2 separate regions of the Mus musculus genome follow, and region 2 is linked to region 1. Evidence: chromatin contacts called from public promoter capture Hi-C data. All regions are on one chromosome and are shown on one strand. Each heading gives the region's core, a stretch centred on a gene start, on an enhancer-like site or on the middle of the called end of the contact. The rest is flanking DNA. Distances are from core to core; before and after follow the strand shown. Region 1 holds the start of Btn1a1 (butyrophilin, subfamily 1, member A1). Region 2 holds the start of H2ac6 (H2A clustered histone 6).

What was found. Capture Hi-C pulls out chosen DNA fragments and counts their contacts.
Region 2: a promoter capture Hi-C map of adipose tissue shows a contact between it and region 1, with 2.9 times the contacts expected there. The contact joins the promoter of H2ac6 here to the promoter of Btn1a1 in region 1. A contact is called at or near these places in 3 of 39 promoter capture datasets (hippocampal neurons, liver and pre-B cells), 1 of 115 datasets of contacts at active chromatin or transcription factors (memory CD8 T cells) and 2 of 9 other capture datasets (adipose tissue and liver).

The regions. Positions count from the first base shown.
Region 1 is chr13:23,461,107-23,468,205 of GRCm38.p6, reverse strand. Btn1a1 (butyrophilin, subfamily 1, member A1) reads left to right here and starts at 2,305. Exons shown (of 8, transcript NM_013483.3): 1 at 2,305-2,424; 2 at 2,983-3,104; 3 at 3,624-3,974; 4 at 6,439-6,720. The coding sequence starts at 3,026. Gm52036 (a long non-coding RNA gene) reads right to left here and starts at 3,782. Exons shown (of 2, transcript XR_003950563.1): 1 at 3,610-3,782; 2 at 2,718-3,504. n-TYgta8 (a tRNA gene) reads right to left here and starts at 1,130; the gene lies at 1,041-1,130. n-TEttc5 (a tRNA gene) reads right to left here and starts at 4,671; the gene lies at 4,600-4,671.
Region 2 is chr13:23,682,361-23,689,537 of GRCm38.p6, reverse strand. It overlaps H2ac6 (H2A clustered histone 6), which reads left to right and starts at 5,579. Exons shown (of 1, transcript NM_178189.5): 1 at 5,579-6,065. The coding sequence starts at 5,621. The coding sequence ends at 6,013. H2bc4 (H2B clustered histone 4) reads right to left here and starts at 5,339. Exons shown (of 2, transcript NM_023422.3): 1 at 4,917-5,339. The coding sequence starts at 5,306. The coding sequence ends at 4,926.

The sequences.
Region 1 (7,099 bases), core at 1,056-3,555:
GTGCTTGGGAACAGCACACAACCTAGCAGCCAATCAGGCCAACGAGAGTAGCTAGCTTTGTTCTTAATCATAGTAATTTTTAAAAATTAAATAAAATTGAGAAGAAATGTTGTCAAAAATATAAAGCACTTACTTTAAAATTTGTTTTTAATTTATTTTTCATTTATGTGGATGCATGTTAGTCTGTCATGTGTGTGTGGATACCTGGGAGGCCCCTGGAATTTTAATTACGGACCATGTGGGAGCTGGGAGCTGAGCCCGGGCCCTCTGCAAAAGCAGCCAGCGCTCTTAACTTCTAAGCCATCTCCTCAGACTTCAAATATAATACAATTATTAACTTTAATTTTTAAAAAGTCCACACAGAAAGAAGACCAGACCTCAAAATAGACAGCGACTGGTCTGGAGGACTCCAGTCTAGATTTTACCGAGTGGTCAGCTAATCCAAGAGAAATGCCCAGCCTTGTTACACCACAAAGGTGATAATGATGATACTAAATTTCACTAATTTTCATATAAGCATGTAAGATAATACCTCTTGTTGCTTGCAGGCCTGAAGGACACTCTTTAGGATGCTATGATCTTTTTAATATTGTAGGGAAGGTCACTGATAACATATATATTTATGCCCTTTGAGTCAATGGCTTTATTCATGGAACTGGATCAAACAGCATATCGGGTAGTTATCATAGTTAGAAACAAAGAGCTACAAATAAAAATGCATATCTTTTTTCTATTTTCTTCTTCTTCCTCCCTCCTCCTCTTCCTCCTTTTCTTTCTTGTTTCTTCCTTTTTTTTTTTTTTTCCCAGGCAGGCTCTCACTGCATTGCTCTAGTTGTCCAGGAACTTGATCTGTAGATCAGGCTGGCCTCAAACTCTTCCTACCTCTGCCTCCCGAATGCTAGGAATAGAAGCATGTGTTAGCATGTCTGTTTTACTGTGCGTTTAAAAAAAAAAAGTTTATCTTGCCCTTACTGTTTGCTACAGGCTAGTAAAACAAACAGACATGGTAGATCGATCTATCTGAGTTACAAAAACAGACCTCCTTCGAGCCGGATTCGAACCAGCGACCTAAGGATTTCCAGGTCGAATACTCCTACAGTCCTCCGCTCTACCAACTGAGCTATCGAAGGATACCATGTATAGTGCCTAGCAAAGTCACAAGTAGCTTAGAGGAGCCACTATGCCTGATTTTAAGCAGTGCTGGGATCTAACTCAGGGCTTCATGAATGCTAGATGGACCTTCTACCAAATGCCAAGTGCATTCTTTTTTTTTTTTTTTTTAATTAGGTAATTTCCTCATTTACATTTCCAATGCTATCCCAAAAGTCCTCCATACCCTCCCCCCGAAGTGCAGTCTTTATACTAGAAAAAGAACTAGAAATCTCATAATCTTCGCAAATATATGCGTATTAGCTATGCTATGAACTATGCAGGAAAACTTACTATGAACTTATCACTATGAACTGATATATATTGTTCTTAAATTTTATTTTATATTTATGTACAGCATAGAAACAATCATTGATAAAACTGTTTTTTTTCTTTATCTTTGCATTTTTTCAGTAATAAATGAAAATTCAAAACCAAATAAGAAATTGCTGATCTCATGACTGATGGCAGGGTGAAGCGCCAGGTCCTTGTGCAGTTATACCTTGAAGGTGGACATCCAGTGGACTCCTGCCACCCACACCCACATTCCTGAAGGTGTCTCATGGAAAAGATCAGGGAGGGAGAGCTGCAGCCATTGTGGACTCACTCTTTAGCTATTCACAGATGTAATGACAAAGTAATTTACTTTCTGGGCTCCTATTCTCTTGCCTGTTTTGTTTCCAATACTGTTTGTGTCTAATACTTTTCCAACTTGGCATAATTCAAACAAGGTATTAGTAACATTAGTCTTTTTCTTAAAAGTAACAAACACCCCACTCTCTTTTGTTTTGTTCTCCATATGTAGCTCTTGCAAGTCTGGATCTTGCTATGAAGCCCAGACTGGCCTTAAACTTACAATGACCCCCGCCTGCGCCCCCCCCTCCCCCCCCATGAACTTGGGTTAAAAGAACTGAAGCCACAGAGTTAAATTCACAGGCTGATGGCCTCATGACTCATTTCAGTTGCTCAAGTCTTCTTTCTTTTTGTCCCCATTCCCTATATTCGGTACAGCTCTTTAATGCATATATCGTTCTCTTAGGGGAGGAGGATGAACCCAAACTACCTGACCACTAATCTGTAGTCCACATGTTTAAAAGGCTGCTCCTCCCCCCACCCCGAATAAATACACTTGGCCACCTGTGGGCAGGCTTCTCTAACAGCACACAGCCTTCTTCCTTCTGAAGAGCTCTCTCTTTGGCCCCGGGGTGACAAGCAGCCCTTTTCACTTGATCACTGTGGCTCTGGCTCCCTTTTCCTCTGGGTCTGTCGAAATCGGTAGGTGCTTCACTCTCAGCTCAGCTCTCTTTGTCTCTTCTCTGTACTAGGCTTTCTGTTCCTCAAGCTCTTCAGCTCTGCCTCTCCCCTCTCTCTCAGACTTTGTCAAGACTGTATGTACCTCACGGTGTAACTCCCAGAGATCACCCTCCTGAGAGCTGCTGGGCTTACAGTTGAGAAACACACCTTGTCTTTCTCTCCTCCTTCGTTTCATTTCATGTTCTCCATTTCTACCTCCGTGGCTTTATCTTCATTATCACTTCTAAACACGAATAACAAAGTATCCCACTCGATTCGATTTTACTTTATTGTTTTATTGTTATTGTAAATGAGGAGATTTCTTCATTATCTACAACTGTGCCTCGCGGCTCCATTCTGGAGGCAGTCGAGGGCTGGAGGACCAGACGTACAGAGGAAGGGTATGGGGCAGGCGCTGTTGTAAAATGGACTGAAAATGACCCTGTAGGGGAAATACAGAGCCCTCCAGGTTGGAAGAAACTGGTGGAGAACAGGGCGCTTGCGGAACCCATAGTTACCTCCTGACTGTTTCTCTCCCAGCCTGAAGCTCTTGGCGGGCTTCATTGCCCCAGTTAGCTCAGAGATGGCAGTTCCCACCAACTCCTGCCTCCTGGTCTGTCTGCTCACCCTCACTGTCCTACAGCTGCCCACGCTGGATTCGGGTAAGTTTCTGTTCTAGCCTTCTCTTTCTCGCAAAGTTGGAAGGTCCCTATAAATAAATACCTCTGACCCGGTTTGGCTCCTGGTGGGGGGACCTTCACCACAATCCAGTGAGTTCAAAGGAAACCCACTGCGGGAGGTAATACACACCTGCAATTGCAGCACCAGGTGGGCCCAGGCAGATTTTTCTGAGGTCAAAACCTGCCTGGTCTACATAGAGATAGCCAGAGCATCCAGGGTTACGTAGGGAGCGCCTAGTTGTTTTTCCTTTAAATCAAAGGAATTGGAACGCTAAGTGTGGTGGTGGTGCACCCCTGTAATGATCGCACTTGAGAATTGAGGGCAAGGAGCTCAAGGCTACATAGTGAGCTGGAGGCCACCTTGGGATTTATGAGATCCAGTCTGAAAAATAAACAGAAGAAAAGAAATAGCAGCCACCCCGAGTTCCTTTCTTTACAAGGAGACTGGCCGGTAGGTCCTCCATCCCAACCCATCGTCCTATCTGACCTTGTTTATTACAGCAGCTCCCTTCGATGTGACCGCACCTCAGGAGCCAGTGTTGGCCCTAGTGGGCTCAGATGCCGAGCTGACCTGTGGCTTTTCCCCAAACGCGAGCTCAGAATACATGGAGCTGCTGTGGTTTCGACAGACGAGGTCGACAGCGGTACTTCTATACCGGGATGGCCAGGAGCAGGAGGGCCAGCAGATGACGGAGTACCGCGGGAGGGCGACGCTGGCGACAGCCGGGCTTCTAGACGGCCGCGCTACTCTGCTGATCCGAGATGTCAGGGTCTCAGACCAGGGGGAGTACCGGTGCCTTTTCAAAGACAACGACGACTTCGAGGAGGCCGCCGTATACCTCAAAGTGGCTGGTGGGTACAGACGGGATGTGTCGCCTCGTCACTCCGCGCGGAGACTCTCACTTTGGGGAGAATCATCGTGTTCATTCTCCAAATCCAAACGTATTTTCACGTTTACGTAAGGTTGTGGTGAGCATCTTAGATGCTCTGAACAGCTTCGTGGTTTAATGCCTAAGGATTGACACCCTAACAGAGTGTGGTCCGTTGCTAAAGTTCTTTATCCACCTCCAAAATGGTTTTACTCATATTACTCATGTTGTCTTCTTCTCCCTGTCTGAGATCATAAGGAAAGAATACATTGAGCTCTAATTTCCCTCCCTGTTAGTGATCCAAATCAAGCAAATCTCCCACTCAGTTTTTCCTACTGTGAAACCAGAAAGCTAAATCCAGCAAGAATTTGCAACAAGGAACTAGATAAGTGAAAAATGCTTTGTTAATGATAAAACATCATGTGCTTATAAAGAAATTCCTACACCTTAGACTACTGTGTATAATACACATATTGCCTTTCTCATTTATTTAGGTATTTTCCTTGCTCCGTTAAGAAAGGAGCTGACATAGTGTCTCAAACTCTACAGCTTTAAGAACACTTTGAAGTCCTTTATCAAGTACTAGGATCATTCGTAAAACAATGAGTTTCCCACACCGGGAGTCGAACCCGGGCCGCCTGGGTGAAAACCAGGAATCCTAACCGCTAGACCATGTGGGAACTGCTATGCATACTTATCTTGCCTCCTCCTCCCATGTAAGGATTCCGGACGATGACACACCTGCTCTTTAGATGTTGGGAAAGGAATCTATCAACTTAACTGTATCCCTAGCTCAAAAATACATTGCCATGTTTTGCCATATTTAATGTACCAAATATAACGCTCATATCATTTTTAGGGAAAGGCATCCTAAAATTATATAATATATAAATTATATAATATATACATATACATGAAAATATGTGTATATACATATATGTACATAAATATATGTTTATATTCACATATACTTGTGGGTTTGTGTATGATATTTCAACTGGGAAGTAACACCCTGTAATTCCAGCAACTGGGAGATACAAGCAGGAAGATTAGAAGTTCAAAATTGACCTTGGCTACTTAGAACCTCGATGTTGTTATTATCTTTTATAAGTGATGGCCATCTTCATAAAATGAGTTTAAATTTTTCATACACACTCTTTTGAATATGAAGAGCTGTTGAGGTGTTGTTTAAGGATACTTTTCTAGAGCTCAGAATTTTTCTGTATCCTGTAGAACTGTGAAAGGGGAGAGGGGAGAAGGAAAAAGAGTTAGGAAAAGAGGAAAGAGGGAAATAGAGGGAAGGAAAGATTAGACTAAATAAAAATGAAAAGTAGCTTTATGTTACCTTTGTTGCTGCTAATTTTCTGTTGCTATTTGTTTGTTTGATTTTTTTTTTTTTTTTTTTTTTTTTTTTTTTTTGCATCAGGGTGTTACTATGTAGCTTTGGCTGGCCCCAAACTTGCTATGCAGACCAGGCTGGCCTAGAATTCATAGAAAGCCACCTGCTTCACCCTCTCCAGCACTCAGATTAAAGGCCTAGACTATCACTTTCTCTGTTGTTATAGAGAAATGGTCTTGAACTCGTTATATAGCAGAGTCTGTTCTAGAACTCCTGATTCTTCTCCCTCCACCTCCTGAATGCCATGATTACAGTTGTGTGTCCCCTGTGTTGGTTTTTGTTGGGGCATAATTCAGTGAGGAAAGATGAGGTTGAAAACATTTAAGAAAATTCTTGAGTCTGCATCCTAGGTAAAGAAAAGTTAAATTATCAACTGCAAACCTCAAGGGGAAAAACAAAACAAAATTCCAAACTCTGTTCTCACGTATATAGTCTTTTGGGGAGTAGCGGTGTGACTCAGTTGGAAGTGTCTTTGCTTAGCATGCACAAAGCCCTGGGTGGGATCTCTAGCACTGTCTAAAAATGGTTTGTGGTGGCACGTGTCTCTAAGACCAGCATTTGGGAGGTAGAAGCAAGAGGATCAGAAGTTCAAGGTCATCTTCGGCTGTTTGAGGTCAGCCTGTGCTACATGATAATCTGTCTAAGAAGGAGAATACTTTCCCACCCATCCTAAAATATTCTAACCATAGTCATCTCATCCTCCAAATCATGTTATGCACTTCTAACCACAGAGGTCTTTCTTGACTCTAGATCTCCTAAGGCACCTTGCAGCCATTGTTCTTGCTGTTCTTGATAGTTGGACAAACACCTCCATGTCTACTCATCAGACTTTTCCATATGTTGAAGGATGTGATCTCAATAAGGCTACATCTCTAATAAGATATAAAACATTGTTTTTATTGATCCTTCAGTCTTCATACAGAAGGATTAGAGGAATCCTACCTAGCCCCAGTCTACTTTTGCCTCCTCTCTGTCTTTCTCAAGCGAAGATTACCATGTTTCCAGGAAAGCATCCACCAAAAGATTAAGGTCAGTTTCTCTCTAATAGCTGTGGGTTCAGATCCTCAAATCAGTATGACGGTTCAAGAGAATGGAGAAATGGAGCTGGAGTGCACCTCCTCTGGATGGTACCCAGAGCCTCAGGTGCAGTGGAGAACAGGCAACAGAGAGATGCTACCATCCACGTCAGAGTCCAAGAAGCATAATGAGGAAGGCCTGTTCACTGTGGCAGTTTCAATGATGATCAGAGACAGCTCCATAAAGAACATGTCCTGCTGCATCCAGAATATCCTCCTTGGCCAGGGGAAGGAAGTAGAGATCTCCTTACCAGGTCAGTGGAACTAGTGCTGGGTTCTCATGATGACAGAGACTCAGGCCAATATGACTTGGGACCCTGCTCAGAAGGGACATCATGGCAAAATTGTTTACATCTTCCCCTACAGCTCTTGCCTGCTGACTTAAGGAAATCCTACCAACTAAATTAGAATAAAGATACTTAGGGCTGGGCTGTATCTCTGAGTGCTTGTGTGGCATGCAGAAGGTCCTAGGTTTTACCCCTTGGTCTGCACACACCACCTCCATGCCAGTCTCATAAAAATTCCAGAGCTTTATTCCAGAGAAACAGGTGATAGAAAAGCTTTGCCTCTGGAGTCCTTCCTGACAGGACCCTTCTCCTTCAATAAGCAAGGAGAATAAATTATTTTTTCTTC
Region 2 (7,177 bases), core at 4,330-6,829, 220 kb before region 1:
ATTACAATTTAGGGCTACATAATCCTCTAAGAGAATAAAATACTCCACTTTTTTTTAAATTTTATTTTGTGATTTATTTATTATTTTTATTATAGTATTTAAATTTTATTGTATTATATCATTATATTGTTATATATAATTTATTATATTAATTATATTTTATAATTTAATTTTAGTTTTGCCGGCATGGATTATTTGCAAGACTGGTGCCTGTGGAGACTAGAAAGGCACATCATATACACTGGACTACAGTTGGTTGTGTGCTGACATGTGAGTACTGGAATTTGAACCCAGGTCCTCTACAAAAGCAGGCACTTGACCACTGAGCCTCACACCCCCACCCCCCAGCTACTTCTTTTTTTTTCCACTCAGAACTAAGGTGTCTTAAGAAGACTCACTTCCTTTTTCCTATTTATAACCAACCACAGTACCTAAATGCTTGCAAGATGATTTTTTAGCACCTAAGTAACTGGGTTTACCCTGTCTTGAAGAAAAGATGAAAAGCAATTATATTCTTGGCTCATTGTCTGTGAGCTTAGCCACCCAGGGCGCAGGGGGTGAATGCATTTTCTCTCAACCTGACATTTTATCTATAATTTGTAAAGTTCTATCTCTCAATGTGATAGATGAACTATTCCCAAAATTTTGATATTAAGCTGAAAGCCCTTTTAATGTAAGAATGAAAATGTATAAACATTGCCAGACAATAGCAGCAGACAGTATATGGATGGATTAAAGACCTTAACCTTGTCCTTGGCAAGATGGCTTGAGAGACTAAAGGTGCTTGCTACCAAGCCTAAAGACCTGAGCTCAAGCCCTGGGAGTCACAGGTAGAAGGAGGAAGTAGACTTAAAAAATAAAATAAAATAAAATGTAACTTTTAAAGAAAAAAAACCATATTTTTTACCTTTCTCTGACAACTTTCCCTTTTACCTATCTTAATTTGAAATTCTAAGTTCAAAATATTAGAATTGGCAATAGGCTTTTTACATGAAAACAAAACAAAACAAAAAACAAAACAAAAACAGTGGTCTTTAGTATCTTCTCTACTGCCACTTAGTGACAATTTTCACCATACCCCAAAGAAGATACTTTGCAATGCTACACTAATCAGTTGTATTATTTCCAGAAGGCCAGTACTAGTACCATTATCCTCAAGGGACAGGTGATGCTACTGAGGCACAGAAACTGTGATTGGCCTTAACTTCAACCTCAAAGGCTTCACCTTCTCCTTGCAGAACAATGGTTTGCAGCAGTGAACCAGTTCTCAGGTCAGGGTTCTCCATTTCATGTTTCCTTCACCTCTCAACCCATCCTTCTGATTATTGTACTGTGCAAGGTCAGAACAGTGCCATTTGCCAATACCTCAAGGACATTGAGTTAATTATTAGCACACATTTTCTCCTATGCTGACTACAGACACACAACACCACCACCACCACCTCGGGCAATTTTTACACAAGTTCTGAAAAGTAAACTCCGGTCTTCATATAGCTCAGTGAGTTATCTCCTCAGTACTCTTTTCAAAACAATTTTTAAAGAATCAATTACGCCGGTCGGTTGTGGCGCACACCTTTAATCCCAGCACTTGGGAGGCAGACACAGGCGGATTTCTGAGTTTGAGGATAACCTGGTCTACAAAGTGAGTTCCAGGACAGCCCAGGCTACACAGAGAAACCCTGTCTCAAAACAAACAAACAAACAAACAGAAAAGAATTGATTACAAGTAGACAGTCCCTGGGAACTCAAACAGTGATTATTTTAGAATCCTAACCTTTCTTTGTAGTGTAAAGGAAAATTGGTTGTTACCAAGAGATAAATGAGAAAAACCTCACAATGGGTTTTTGGTGTAAAACTCATCCTGTAAAAATTTATTGTCATGAACTTTAAGATTGGTAACCAACTGATCACTACATTAAGATATGAGGACAAATCCCAGCTACATAAAAAGAAAACAGAGACAGTCTGGTACACACCCCTGAGTATTATGTGCTAAAGTGAATTACTATATTACTTAACAATGCCAACTCCCTTAAAACATAGACTAAGCATAATCATTATCCTGTATAATTGTGTTTTCTTCTGTCGCTAGGGAACTTGATAGCAATTAAAGCCACACCTTTAAACACAGCAAGCAATTGTGTTCCGGTATATATACATTAACAAGCACCAGTCCCAAACCTGCCTGGTTCTCTAAGGCCATGGCATTTCTCCAGTAACTTTCAATCCTACAAATCTAAGTGGGAAAGGAAAGGATGATCTCACCATGTTAAATGGAAAGATCCGTGTTTTCTATTTTGCTAAGCGCTATTTGTTATAACCTGTGTAACAATAGGGTATTTGCACAGAGCAAACATTCCAATGTCTTATGTTTTGTAACCTCTAAGTTAGAAATTGCATAGTATCTAATGAGAAGACACTAATTCACTCCACTTACGATTCATCTAAGTTCTTAAAGTAATTATTTGCCAGTGAATTCAGTTTTTAACCTGACATGTTGAGTCCTTACCACTTGTTATTTAAGTTTTAATTCCATTTTTAAAATTACTTTGTGATTTGACTTAGTTCAATGTATGTTATTTATATTAAAAAGTGATTTTATTCAAGTAAATAAATTTAGTGGAAAAAGTTTGTAAACTTAATGTAGTTTTTTTATACAACAAATCGTAGCTTCTGTAAACTACATTATTATGCTAACACTTTTATATTATAATAAAAGATCCATCTTAACACAATTAAGCCAAAAGTCAAATTATTAAGTAAACAAAAAATGTACAAATGCAATTATGACTAGAACTAGGTAAACTTGAATCCAACCTTAAAAGAGGCCACACCTTAATGTAATGCCTAAGAATGTGAAATAATTTATAGTAATTGATGGTTTTCAATTAATTAAAGTTGATACATTTTTTTAGACCCTTTATAAAAACCAATTTACACTTAAATCACATAACTTATTCATTTCCTGCTGGGATAGACAATGTCCTCAAATTTATATTCATAAAATAGGAAATATTCACAGCAATTATGCAAGTGAGAGGAGCTAACTGGGACAACAGAAAAGACTGAAGGTCAATGAACAAAGACATAGGTATCTATTGAAGTATTATGACTAATGAGACAAAAGTATTGATTTTAAGTCAGACGTCGTGTCAGGAGAGCACTATTCAGAACAGGACTGATCCTCTTGTTCTTCAAATTTGGTAGACATTCTACTGTTATGCCATATCCCTTATAATAAACTAACTCATTAAGATTTAAGTAATACTGTTAATACTGTTTTATACATAGCAGAAGCAAACATTCTGCCTCAGCAGGCAAGTTTATGCTTTTTCTCACTCCTCTCTGGAACCTTGCAATAAAAAGAACATAGCCAATAACACTGCATGTGACAATCTGGCATGGAATTACCAAATCGTGACTTTTAGAATGTCGAGACAAGATACTGCTGTTTCACTGATTTCTTCTTGCTCTTTCTCTCGCTCGCTCTTTCTCTCTCTCTCTTCTCTCTCTCTCTCTTTCTCTCTCTCTCTCTCTCTCTCTCTCTCTCACACACACACACACACACACACACACACACACACACACACAGAGCAGAAGGGGGGGACCAAGAGACAGAGACATAGAATTTGGAAGGAGATTAAAAAAGGACAGGCCAAACAAAGAAACAACATGAATCTCACCAAAGGCAGAAGTGAAAAAATCACCAATGATTTGCTGGTCAAATGAAAAGTATCAATCTACTTCAACCCTGGAGCCTTTTATACACTTCTGAGCCTGATTTGTGGATTTTGGCAACAATTCAACCAAATGCGAACCAGAAAAAGGAGAGTTGTGCAAGAACAAAGCTGCAGCACTAAGGAGACATAAGGCGGCAGAAGGCTGAAAAGGTTCCCCACACTGCTAGCTCATAATGTAATCCTAAACCATATCTAGGCACAGCTTCTAGAAATAAATGATGTAGATGATAGCATGCTGTTAACTTCTGTGGGGAAGAGAGCAAGTGTACTGTTTCTTCGAACAGGCAAGACAAAGGCTTAGATAAGTGGGGCCGGAAGAAGCGAGCCAGTATTTATGGCCAAGTTTGTTCAGGGGGCAACTAGGGTGATGGAAATATTCGCCTTTCATTTGGACAAGCAGAGGACTAAACTCCGCTAATGACTCTGAAGTCCTTATATTTTGAATTGTTAAGTCAACAGACACAGCAACGGCGTTCGTTTTGGGATTTCTTGCATTAAGTCCTTCCAGTTCAGCCTCTCCCCACTGCTTGCTTCGGATCTTCTCATTTCTCTAAACTTTCACGTCACTTGGACTATGAAAATTTAGTATGGCCAAAGTACGGTAAAGTGATACATTTGCATTTGCATTTGAACAATTCAGTTCCGTCTTTTACCAGAACTTCAATGCCGTAAGTTTGACAATTCCAGGTCATATTTTAGAATACTCTACCAAGATACTGGTCTAAGATTTCATGCTAGATAGCTCGGTAATCTGATATTAAATCTACAAATGAAAAGCCTGTCCTTTGTTACAGACCCCTCATGTTTAACATCAGTCTTGGAGCCACTTCTTTCCAAAGTAAAACCTACAACTTATAAAAGACAAACTTCCTAATGGCAACAATTATCCTCTTCAAAGTCTGTCACTCCTGTCCTACAACTTTGTTCTGATGGACTCAAGTCCGCCTCACCGGAAGTGACGTTTGCAAGGCTTTTTTTTTTTCTCCCAACAAAATGGTTGTAGCTAAATGTAACCAAGACTGAAATTAAGCTAAAAGTATCCCACTGCCTTTAAGATTTATAAGCACCTGTCATCTGCTTCTGGGTAAAACTGAACGCACTGTTCTACCACAGCTCTCTCTTTGAGAAAGTGGGTGGCTCTGAAAAGAGCCTTTGGAATTCGCTACGGAGGCTTACTTGGCAGGATCACTTGGAGCTGGTGTACTTGGTGACGGCCTTGGTGCCCTCCGACACCGCGTGCTTGGCCAGCTCCCCGGGCAGCAGCAGGCGCACGGCCGTCTGGATCTCCCGGGACGTGATGGTCGAGCGCTTGTTGTAATGCGCCAGGCGGGACGCCTCGCCCGCGATGCGCTCGAAGATGTCGTTCACGAACGAGTTCATGATGCCCATGGCCTTGGAGGAGATGCCGGTGTCGGGGTGCACTTGCTTCAGCACCTTGTACACGTACACCGAGTAGCTCTCCTTGCGGCTGCGCTTGCGCTTCTTGCCGTCCTTCTTCTGGGCCTTGGTCACGGCCTTCTTGGAGCCCTTCTTCGGGGCGGGAGCGGACTTCGCAGGCTCAGGCATCTTCGGATTTCCAAACACAGGAACCTCAGTGTGGGCTGGGAACGGACTTCTCCTACTTATAGGGCGTTTATGCTAATGAAGGATTTCGAACCAGTCTCAGCTAATTGGAAGAAGAAAAAGTAGTGGGTTCATGGGTGGGATTATGCAAATGAAGTTTCCAGAAGCAGATTTTCTATTGGCTATATCAATGAGCTCACTTGTAACCAATCAAGTAGTAGCGTTTACTACCCAGGAACCTACTATAAAAGCTGCCGCGTCTGTACAGTCTTGGTAACTTGTTTTTACTGTTCTGTTACTTACACAGCACTATTACTATGTCTGGACGTGGTAAGCAGGGCGGCAAGGCTCGCGCCAAGGCCAAGACCCGCTCCTCCCGGGCCGGCCTGCAGTTCCCCGTGGGCCGCGTGCACCGGCTGCTCCGCAAGGGTAACTACTCGGAGCGCGTGGGCGCCGGCGCCCCGGTCTACCTGGCGGCCGTGCTGGAGTACCTGACGGCCGAGATCCTGGAGCTGGCGGGCAACGCGGCCCGCGACAACAAGAAGACGCGCATCATCCCGCGCCACCTGCAGCTGGCCATCCGCAACGACGAGGAGCTCAACAAGCTGCTGGGCCGCGTGACCATCGCGCAGGGCGGCGTCCTGCCCAACATCCAGGCCGTGCTGCTGCCCAAGAAGACCGAGAGCCACCACAAGGCCAAGGGGAAATAAGCAACAGAATCTGCGGAAACTTCAAACCCAAAGGCTCTTTTCAGAGCCCCCACTTTTTCAAAAGAAGAGTTGAACAGGATACTCTATTGATAATTTCTACCCTAATCTGGTGGGCTCTAGATAGTAACGACTGGTCTTGATTGTTAACAGTTTTAATTACTTGGGAGTATTTTTGTAGAGTAAACTTTATTAAGATTGGTAGTACCCCCTAGAATTTGATAGATTGGGCAGCTTAAAGTCAAAGGTCTCAGAACTTCTGGTCTAAGCCGAATACTAATGTTTGTCAATGTAAGCCAGCTGAAGGTTGTATGTTTTTAGTACTATAAGCCTACCACCTACTCCGTTATGTCCGACCATGAGTCTGTGTTTGTCCTCATCTGCTGCAGGAGTTTCTCTGATGATGGCAGCTCATTCTAACTCACATGCAGGTAGTCATGGAGTTCTTATGAATTACCAACGTTATCCATTTTTACAAAAATTTTACATTTTAAAGCAAGCTCCTTGGTTGTTCCCAGATTTCGAATCTGTTCTTGGCTGGCTTGGCTGGCCGGCTGGCTGGCTGGCTTGCTTTTAGAGACAGGGTTTCTCTGTATAGCCCTGGCTGTCCTTGAACTTAGATATTTGCCTGCCTCTGTTTATGGAGGGCTGAGAATAAAGGCAATGCACAACCATGCCCATTGGTGTGTGTGTGTGTGTGTTAACCAGAAATTAGTGCTTGCAGTCTTACTGATACTGGAGAACCCAGGCAGCTTCTTCCTCCTTCCCCAGCAGTTATTCTAAAAGAAAAATGATCGGATGCCCAGAAACTGTGAAGATAAAGGGCTGAGGAAAAAATCACATTGACTCCCCCTAGGAGAAAAAAAAAAAAAAAGTTCTATGATCATACCACCTAAATGTGACTGATTGTAGAAGATAAGCAGTGTCAGGCCTAGTTGACACTCCGATGGGAGGCCACGTAGGAATATTGGGTGCTGTGGGCTTAGAAAAAATAAAATGAAAATGAAAAAGGAGTTTTCTGAGTTGTTTGGGTTTGGGAGAAACGGATCTCATGAGACCCAAGCTGCCTGGGTACTTACTACATAACTAAGACTGGCCTTGGACTCCTGAGGTTTCTGCCACCATTTCTCAAATGTTAGGAGTACAGGCATGAGTCAACATGCCTTG